2 separate regions of the Zea mays genome follow, and region 1 is linked to region 2. A link is a contact called in public Hi-C data. All regions are on one chromosome and are shown on one strand. Each heading gives the region's core, a stretch centred on a gene start, on an enhancer-like site or on the middle of the called end of the contact. The rest is flanking DNA. Distances are from core to core; before and after follow the strand shown.

Evidence for each region. A called contact is a pair of places that touch in the nucleus more often than the background predicts.
Region 1: a Hi-C map of bundle sheath shows a contact between it and region 2, with 2.7 times the contacts expected there. The contact joins the promoter of LOC100216761 here to the enhancer-like site in region 2. A contact is called at or near these places in 2 of 25 Hi-C or Micro-C datasets (bundle sheath and ear).

Annotation. Positions count from the first base shown.
Region 1 is chr3:9,836,546-9,840,664 of Zm-B73-REFERENCE-NAM-5.0, forward strand. It overlaps LOC100216761 (putative folate-biopterin transporter 4), which reads left to right and starts at 2,476. Exons shown (of 7, transcript NM_001359490.1): 1 at 2,476-2,806; 2 at 3,180-3,307; 3 at 3,604-3,825; 4 at 3,907-4,119. The coding sequence starts at 2,705.
Region 2 is chr3:9,375,518-9,379,630 of Zm-B73-REFERENCE-NAM-5.0, forward strand. No RefSeq gene overlaps it. Among protein-coding and RNA genes, the nearest start is that of LOC103643065, 3.1 kb to the right of the region's middle. Within about 2 kb of position 1,299, at least 19 of the 20 cell types and tissues checked have an H3K27ac peak or open chromatin away from gene starts, as enhancers often do. A contact at or near this core is called in bundle sheath and ear, where this site is marked.

The sequences.
Region 1 (4,119 bases), core at 1,226-3,725, 460 kb after region 2:
CAGTAGCAGAAAACGCTGATGGAAAGCACACATTGTAATATTTTAAATAACAGGCTAATACACACGCTTTTAGTTCAAAAATAACTAGCAGACGCCAGAGGTAGTATTTTACGGTACTAAGGCTATTCCGTGGCTAAGCTGAAATAAAACTATTTAGCGAAGCTAAAAACATTGTTAGCGGTAGCAGTAGAATAATCAATATATCATCATAGAGCAGGCTACTTAAAACCCTGGTTGTCAAGGAAGCAACCTATGATAACACAACTAGTAAAGAAAAGCAAAGAATAATGCCTTCCACATGGTATCTAGACATCTAGTGGATCACTAAGGTTGTGACGCCGCCTTGCTACTAATGAGTGGAGCAGCAAACATGATGCATACCCGGACCATTTCAAGTGCAGCACAACAGGAGCACTATATTGTAAAGGGTAAGGAAGGAGAAGCAACAACCGACCAAAGAAGAAAAAGGAAAGAAAAGAAGAGAGGCGGTAGAGGAAGCGACGAACCCTCCTCCATCTCCACTACTCTCTAATCATCCGCTGGTGGATTAAGGGGGTGTTTGGTTTCTAGGGACTAATGTTTAGTCCCTAGATTTTATTCCTTTTTAGTGTATAAATTGCTAAATATAGAAACTAAAATAAAGTTTTAGTTTCTATATTTGGTAATTTTGGAACTAAAATAGAATAAAATCTAGGAACTTTTATTTTAGTTTCTATATTTAGCAATTTATACACTAAAAAGGAATAAAATCTAGGGACTAAACATTAGTCCCTAGAAACCAAACACCCCTAAACTATGAATCACATCAGCAACAGCGCAGCGCACCCACCCCAACCCCACCCCACCTCTCCCAAAAGCAAAGCACGTTGGTAATCTAACCAATCCCCTCCGCTTCCTTCCTTCCTTCCTTCCACCACCACCAGCACCACCACTCCACCAGCGTTCCACCCGTCCTCTCCCCCCCTGCCCGCCCCTTTCCCTCCCTCCCCAAATCCCTTGCCCCGTCTTGATCGGGCGGCGGGGGGGCGGCCAGGCTGGCAAGTCGCGCGGCGATGATCTCCTCGCCCTCTCCGTCGCCGTCGTCGTCCCGGACGTCCAAGGGTGGCTCCGCGACGCCGCCGAGTCGGGCCAGCAAGTGGCGCAGCGGCGCGGTGCGCGGGGTGTACGGGCGGCGCCTGCTGGACGCGCTCCGCGCCACGGGCGGTGGCCAGCCGCGCGCCGTGAAGGCGGCGGCCGACTCGGCGCTGGCGCTGACCGCGCGCGGCCAGACGCGGTGGAGCCGCGCCATCCTGCTCGCCGGCGCGGTCTGCAGCCGCCGCCGCGTCCTCGTCAAGGCGGGCGGCAAGGTCCGGCGGCGGCGCCGCCCGCCTCCGCCGGTGCAGGCCAGAGACAAGGCGGCGGCGGCGGCGGCGCTAAAGGGTAAGGAGGGTAAGGTGCAGGAGCGGCTCCGCGTGCTGGGCCGCCTCGTCCCGGGCTGCCGGAAGCTACCCACGCCCGCGCTGCTGGAGGAGGCCGCCGACTACGTGGCCGCGCTGCAGATGCAGGTCAGCGCCATGCGCGCGCTCGCCGACGCGTTGGCGGCCGCGCAGCTGTCGTCGCCGGCGGACGCGGAGGCGGAGGCGGAGGCGGAGAGGTGAGGCGTGACCACGTGGGTGGGTGGGATTGACTGCTTGATTGGCCTAGCCGCCTGGCCCCATGACATGATTGATCACCAGCTCCAGCTTCCAGCTCGCTCCCCCACCTGCCGGATTCCGATGGGGGGATCGGGGGAGGGGAAGAAAACAATAATCATTTGCGGTGCGTTCGTGGGTTGCTCTTGTCGGGAGAGATTGGTGGTGGGACTAGCAGAGTGATGACCATTTCGTTCTATGCAGCCTGAATTGCTGCTGCTCGTGATTTGTTGTAAATTCCGTACACCTTACTCCTACTACCCCAGCTGCCTGCTACTTGTGCATAAAGCAAATGCTGCTCCTCTCATCGCCTGTTCTGCTGCGCTGTGGTACTTTACTCTTGTGTCAGTACAAAAGATTTGGTGGATAATTGTGTCTGGCATGCCATGATTCTTGTACCAGGGAAATGAATGATCCGAATTAGTGTTGTGCTGTGACTGAGCCGAGTCCCCCCCTTTCATCGGAAATGCTTTGGCCCTGTGCCTTCTATGGCTCTATCATCATCTATACTTTTGTGGTTGGGACAAAAAATAAAGAATTTGAATCCTGTACGAAAAATTCCCCGCGTAGTGGTTTGGACCACAACGTGAAGGTCCTGTTTGATTAGCGCCCGAGTGGCATGAACGAGCTCCAACCTGTGATGCTTCAAGTTGGTTTATTAGTTTTTTTTATCAAAGTTGGTTTATTAGTTGGGTCGTAACACAACTGGCATTTTCATTTCCAAACAAACAAAAAAAAAACGCTGGGCTTGACAACAAAAGGCCCAACATTAGGAACCAGGCCCGGCCAACCCCCGCACGTGACTGCCGTCCGCCGTTCCGGTCCTCGCCCGGTCGCCCCTCCCCGCGTCGTGCTCGTGTCGTGTCGGCCGTCGGTGGTTCCTGGAACTGGAAGGAAGGAGACCCGGCCCCTCGCCTCGTCTGACCTCTCTCGTCCCCTCCGCCATCTCATTTCGCTTCCCTTTACCTCCCTCCCCGGTGGATGTGGATCCATACCGTGTCCTAGCCCTACATCGCAGCGCGAAGCAAGGAGCCATGGCGGCGGCCCAGCATCATCAGTTGTGGTGGCCGGGGCGGATGGCAGCGGCGTTCGGGCCCTCCTTCCTCTGCCTCGTCTGCCTCATCTACTTCATCCAGGTCTCTCTCTCTCTCTCACATTTTCCCTAGTCTACGATCCTAGGCTTCTATTCCCTTAATAGCCTGTATAATTACGATTAGTAATTGTCCGCATGTTGATTGTTTAGATCTGAAACTTATCGCATCCCACACCACGCCGTTTGGGAGAAATGACATATCAGATAGTCATACGCAGAAATGCCTTACTAGCTTCTAATATAGTTCTGATACAGGCCACGGAAAATACATTCCTTAGCATACCTAGTTACCTGCAAGAGCTCCTCGTTTCATCAGTCAATCAACAGACCAAGAGCCTAGCCTTTCTGCAAATCTAAATGAGCCCCAACCTGTTCACACGCGTGCTAAATCAATCACGTTCCTTCGAACATTCTAGGGTTTCAGGTCTTTCGTCTGGACAGCTGTCTCCTACCAAATGAAGGACGTGATGAAGCTATCGCCCTCTACATCGCAGTTTCTGGTCTCCCTTGCATATTTCCCTTGGAGCATCAAACCTATATATGGGTATGGTTTTGTTGCCTTGTGTATCTTCTATTGCTTTTCTTCTACTGCTAGTAACTAGTAACGAAACCTGCTGGCGATGCAGCAATGATTTTAGCGACAGATGGTTAACCTGTATGCTCCATTTAACTTCCTGCTTCCAGAGTTGCATGCTTCTTGAAAATATTTTCTTGTTACTTAAGAAACCTATATGTCCATATGTCTCCACGCATGCATAATTTCATCCATTCTGTTTCACGTTTCTTATTGAAATCTAAGTCCTACTTTTTGGCTGCTCATACGCCAATTGTTTTCTGCAGGATCTTGTCAGATTGCGTTCCAATTAAACAGAGGAAGCGTATACCCTATTTGATCATTTCTAGTTGCCTTTCTCTACTTCCGTGGCTTATCCTAGGACTATCACAAGCTTTAAGGAGCTCAGCCAATATGCTCACTGCCTTGCTCATAGTACAGAATCTGGGATCTGCGATGGCGGATGTTGTTATAGATGCAATGGTTGCGGAAGCAGTTCGATCAGCCGGGTAGGCTTCTTGATGTTTCCTGTGTCCCTATTTGGCATGCTGCTATGGAGTATTGTGAAAACCTACTAATTTTATTTCCAGGCCGGAGTTTGCTGGCGATCTACAGTCATTATCTTGGTCATCGATGGCTGTAGGTGGGATTTTTGGGAGTTTACTGGGAGGATATGCATTATCCAATCTCCCAATACATGCAATATATATTGTTTTCTCAGTCCTCCCATTCTTCCAATTAGTTTCCTGCATGTTTGTTGAGGATTCTCCAAAAGGGTTCCACAACGCCAGTGATGAACATAA
Region 2 (4,113 bases), core at 49-2,548:
GAGCACGGCCCGGTCGGTCTCAGCTTTGCCTTGTCCTCTTCTTGAGCGTACGACAGATGCCATGGTTTGGGTTTGGATCTGGGGTTTTCCACGAGATCTCTCCGAAACGTATTTGCTGTGGTCCTGTGGATGATGAATCCCGTAAGCTCTCAGCTATTGTTTTTGTGTGGCACGTACGTACGTAGATGAAACGGCACATCATGGACGTACATGCCAGGACACCAAATCTTTGGTTAAACAGCAGCAACAAAAAATCCACAGTATTTCTGTGTTAAAAAATAAGAAGCAGGGAAGCCAACGTACTTTTTTTTTCTTCCGATTTTTCATCGCCGGTTTAAAAAGAGAAGGTGAGATTGAGAGCCTCAAGGAGAAGTAAAAAAAAGAGGCGAAAAAAAGAGAGGAATCCTTTGGGATGTGGGCCTCACTTCCAACAGGCCCAAGGCCCGGGTGTGGGGCTGGGGCCAGGGCCAGTCCGCTTTTGTCAATGCCGGGCCATCGCTGTCCGTGTAAAAGCGGTGCCAGCGTGGGCCCCACCTGCTCGCAGGTCCAGCCCCCCACCCAACGGTCCCACCACGGGATAGATCGCGCTCGCCGCAGTCTACTCTAGGGTGGGGTGCGGTGTGCGTGGCGCGGGTCACCGTGCGAGTATCCCACCGCGGCGGCGCCACCCGCCCAGTGTACACGAGCACGCCGCCGCTGGCCCTCTTGTCTTGTCTTTGGTGCGCCGCGCGTGCACCAATGGATGATATGAGGCCATGAGGGCAATATCCAAGCTTCTACGAGAAATCACGCAAAAAAAAAGTTTAGTTTTCTTTTTCTTTTTTTTGAAAAAAAAAGAGTTTATTCTGATCTGCTATGCAGATACACTGTGCGTTCGTACATACATAAAAATTTAAAAAGTACTATCCACCAACTCTCTTGCTCGCCCAAGGTGATCCTCGCTTGAGCCGCCGAACCCAGGGCCAGTCCGGATCTTCTGCAGAGCTCGTACTCGGCCTGCCGTCGCTTCCACTAATTCGACGGGAATGATATGGGTGGGAGACGCAGACGCATCATCATCCGCTGCTGCTACGGCGTCTGGGTGCGCCACCGCCCCCACCGAGTCCTGCGCTGCGCCTGCGCTCTGGAGAAGGGAAAAAAAAGAGAGAGAGAGGGGAGAAGAGCACAAGAACGACAAAAGGCGAGCGAGGAATCCGGGTGTAGAGTACGGCCAGCACGGGCGCGTCCGTACCAAGTGGCCGGCGCAGAGGATCCGATGAGGTAGCGGAGGTAACCGCCCAAGCATCGGGTACCGAACTACCCGACTCCCGTCCCGAGCGTGTGGTTGGTGCTGACCGTGCGGCCTATGGCCATGGGGTGTGTGTGTGTGTGTGTGTGTGTGTGTGGGGGGGGGGGGGGGGGGGGGGGGGGGGGGGGCGCTGCGTGGCGTGGGCCGTGGAGCACCTGAAAACTCGCGCAAACCTTTTGTCAGGGCCTGCGTCTACTTGTCACGTGCGGATCAATCCCTCCTGCGGAAAATTGGAGGAGAACGAGGTAAAAATAGAGTAATTTATTCATCATTTTCCACTAATGATGTATTATATTTGAGTTCCTAAATTAGCCCTTAGAACTCGTGTGGATGCATTGGGATTAGAGGGGAACGAGAGACATAACCCTTTTGCTAGTCATTGTTCGGTAGCAAGAGTTTATATGTCCCTCACCCCCCCTCAAATTCTCATGCATCCAACCTAATGGCGTGTTCGGATAGAGGTGGATTAAACTTCTTACTAGTCAAAATTTAATAGAAAGTGATTTATTTCCTCTCACCAGTCCTCATGCAACCGAACAATACCTAAGGGCCAGTTTGAGAGTAAGGGAATTAGAGATGATTAAAGAGGTTATAATTTCATTTTTTATTAAAAATTAAACAATAAGAGATTTAACCCTCTATGGACCCCCTCCTTTTAAGCACCATATTTGGCACCTGTTACGGCTGGATGGTCCGACTATATGGCCCGGACAGTCTACAATCAGATTAACTTCAATAAGAATACTTATTCTATGTATGACTATCCTAACCTATCCATCGAAATCTATGGACCGTATTTGTATGGCGATGTGGCACGCATAAACGTTCGTACGTGGTGGACCATGGCACAGTGCCCTGGCCTGATGAGGTGATGACACGGGCAGAAGGAACCAAGCAATCCGCCGATGGATCGAACGGACCCTCCTCGATGGCTGATGTATATGTTTGCACGCATCGTCCACATCTCACAACGGCAAGAAACAGTGAAGCGGAAGGGCAGGGCAGCAGAGGGGGCCGGGGGAGGGAGAGAATAGATGATGGAGCAGCACAGTACAGTGGAGTGGTGTCTGTCATGTAGGGGTCTGGACTGGACGTTACGTACATGGCCTGATGGCCATGCAGTGCAGCGCCGGTCCCACCACCCACCTCTACAGGCTCCACACCTCCACTCTACGTACTACCGCATAATGAGCTGCTGCACTGCATCTGCATCTGCGTGCCACCAGAACAGTACAGTGCTGGTGCTGCTGCCATCATCATCATAGATGCGAAGACTGTAACAGCAACGAGGAGGAAGAAACCATGGCGAGAGAGAGAGACGCGGTTTCCGGTCCATCCATCCATCCTACTGTTACAATAGAAAAGAGAAAAGAGAAAAGAGAGAGAGAGGCTCTCCGCTCTCCTCTTCGTCCTCCTCCTCGGCTCCTCCCATGGCGAAAGCATGGGCGCTTTCAGAAAGCGACCTCGTCACGAGACGAACAGGAGGCCATCCCCACGCCACCACATGCAGAGACAGAGAGAGGTTGCTAGCTAAGCTAGGAGGGCGAAAAAAGACGCCCAGTTACCACAACGCTAGCCGCCGTGAATAAACTCGGAGAGAGGGAGAGAGAGAGTCGGCTTTATGCTTTCTTTCGTAGTACTGGATCAGGAACAGTAATAGTGGTGGCTGCCGGCAGGTTAAAGCGTGCGCGATCTGAATCAGCAGGGGGGCAGCTTTGAAATTCTCGGGAGGAGGTGTATTGAAGAGAGGGAAAATGGAGAGATTTGTCTCTAGGACATTAGCTCGATCGGCGTCAGAAGAACTCGTCCGTCTTTTTTCTCATTGGATCGAGACACGGTTTCTCTAAATTTAGAGGATCAAATGGTCTTCTATACTCTAAAGCAGCGTCTTCTAAACGATCGTCTAAATTTAGATGACGTTGCTGCTGGATTATCTATATATATAGTTTCTCTAAACGGTCCTCTCCATTTGAATACTTTAAATAATCGGTATAGCAAAACTAAAATATGTAAAATACATTTGAGAGTATGATAAATACGTACGTACAAAAATTAAAAATAAAAATTATCTCTAATATATTTATTTGAGTATATATGACGTAATTCAGAGGACGTTGAGGAAGAAGATATAATCTTTTAGAGGAGAATGTAAATGACGAATATATATGATGAATATATAGAGGATGTTGTTGGAGCAGTGTAATAATCAGGTAGAATCGTCTGTCGTCGCCTTAGAAATAACATTTCCCTTTTATATACAATATCAAATATAGGCATCCTCCAAATGCATGTAGTTTATTTATATAAGTAACAAACTTCACAGTAGCTCTAGGGTGTTTTAGTCCTTTTAGTATATGTATGCCTCTCCTCTACTACGTGGACAAGAAGATTTTTAATTGATATATGGCGTGCTAGTATACACAAATTTATATAAATATTTTTATAGTGTTCATTCGGCTAAAACAAGTTTTCAGGCGTGCTGATCACAGAACCGAACTTCATCGGTGTCGTGGATGCAGTTCTTTTTTGAAGAGAGAGAGAGAGAGAGAGAGACCGCGCAAAAGCTAAGCACGGTGATGATTTCTCTTTTGCAGCACACAACATTTGCATCGTTTAGTGCCTCACCACGGAAAGACGAGAAAGAGAGAAGGGACCCGGTAGGAGAGCGAGGGCCCCTAAAAGTCCAATCACTGTGTATCCCTAACTTAACAATGCAAATGCGAAGACACATGCAGAAGCACGCATGAGATCGGAGAGAGCTCCGGGCTATCATGTCCTATTTGGGCGTGTATTATTGGGCACTCCTACTCTACCTACGGTGGCTG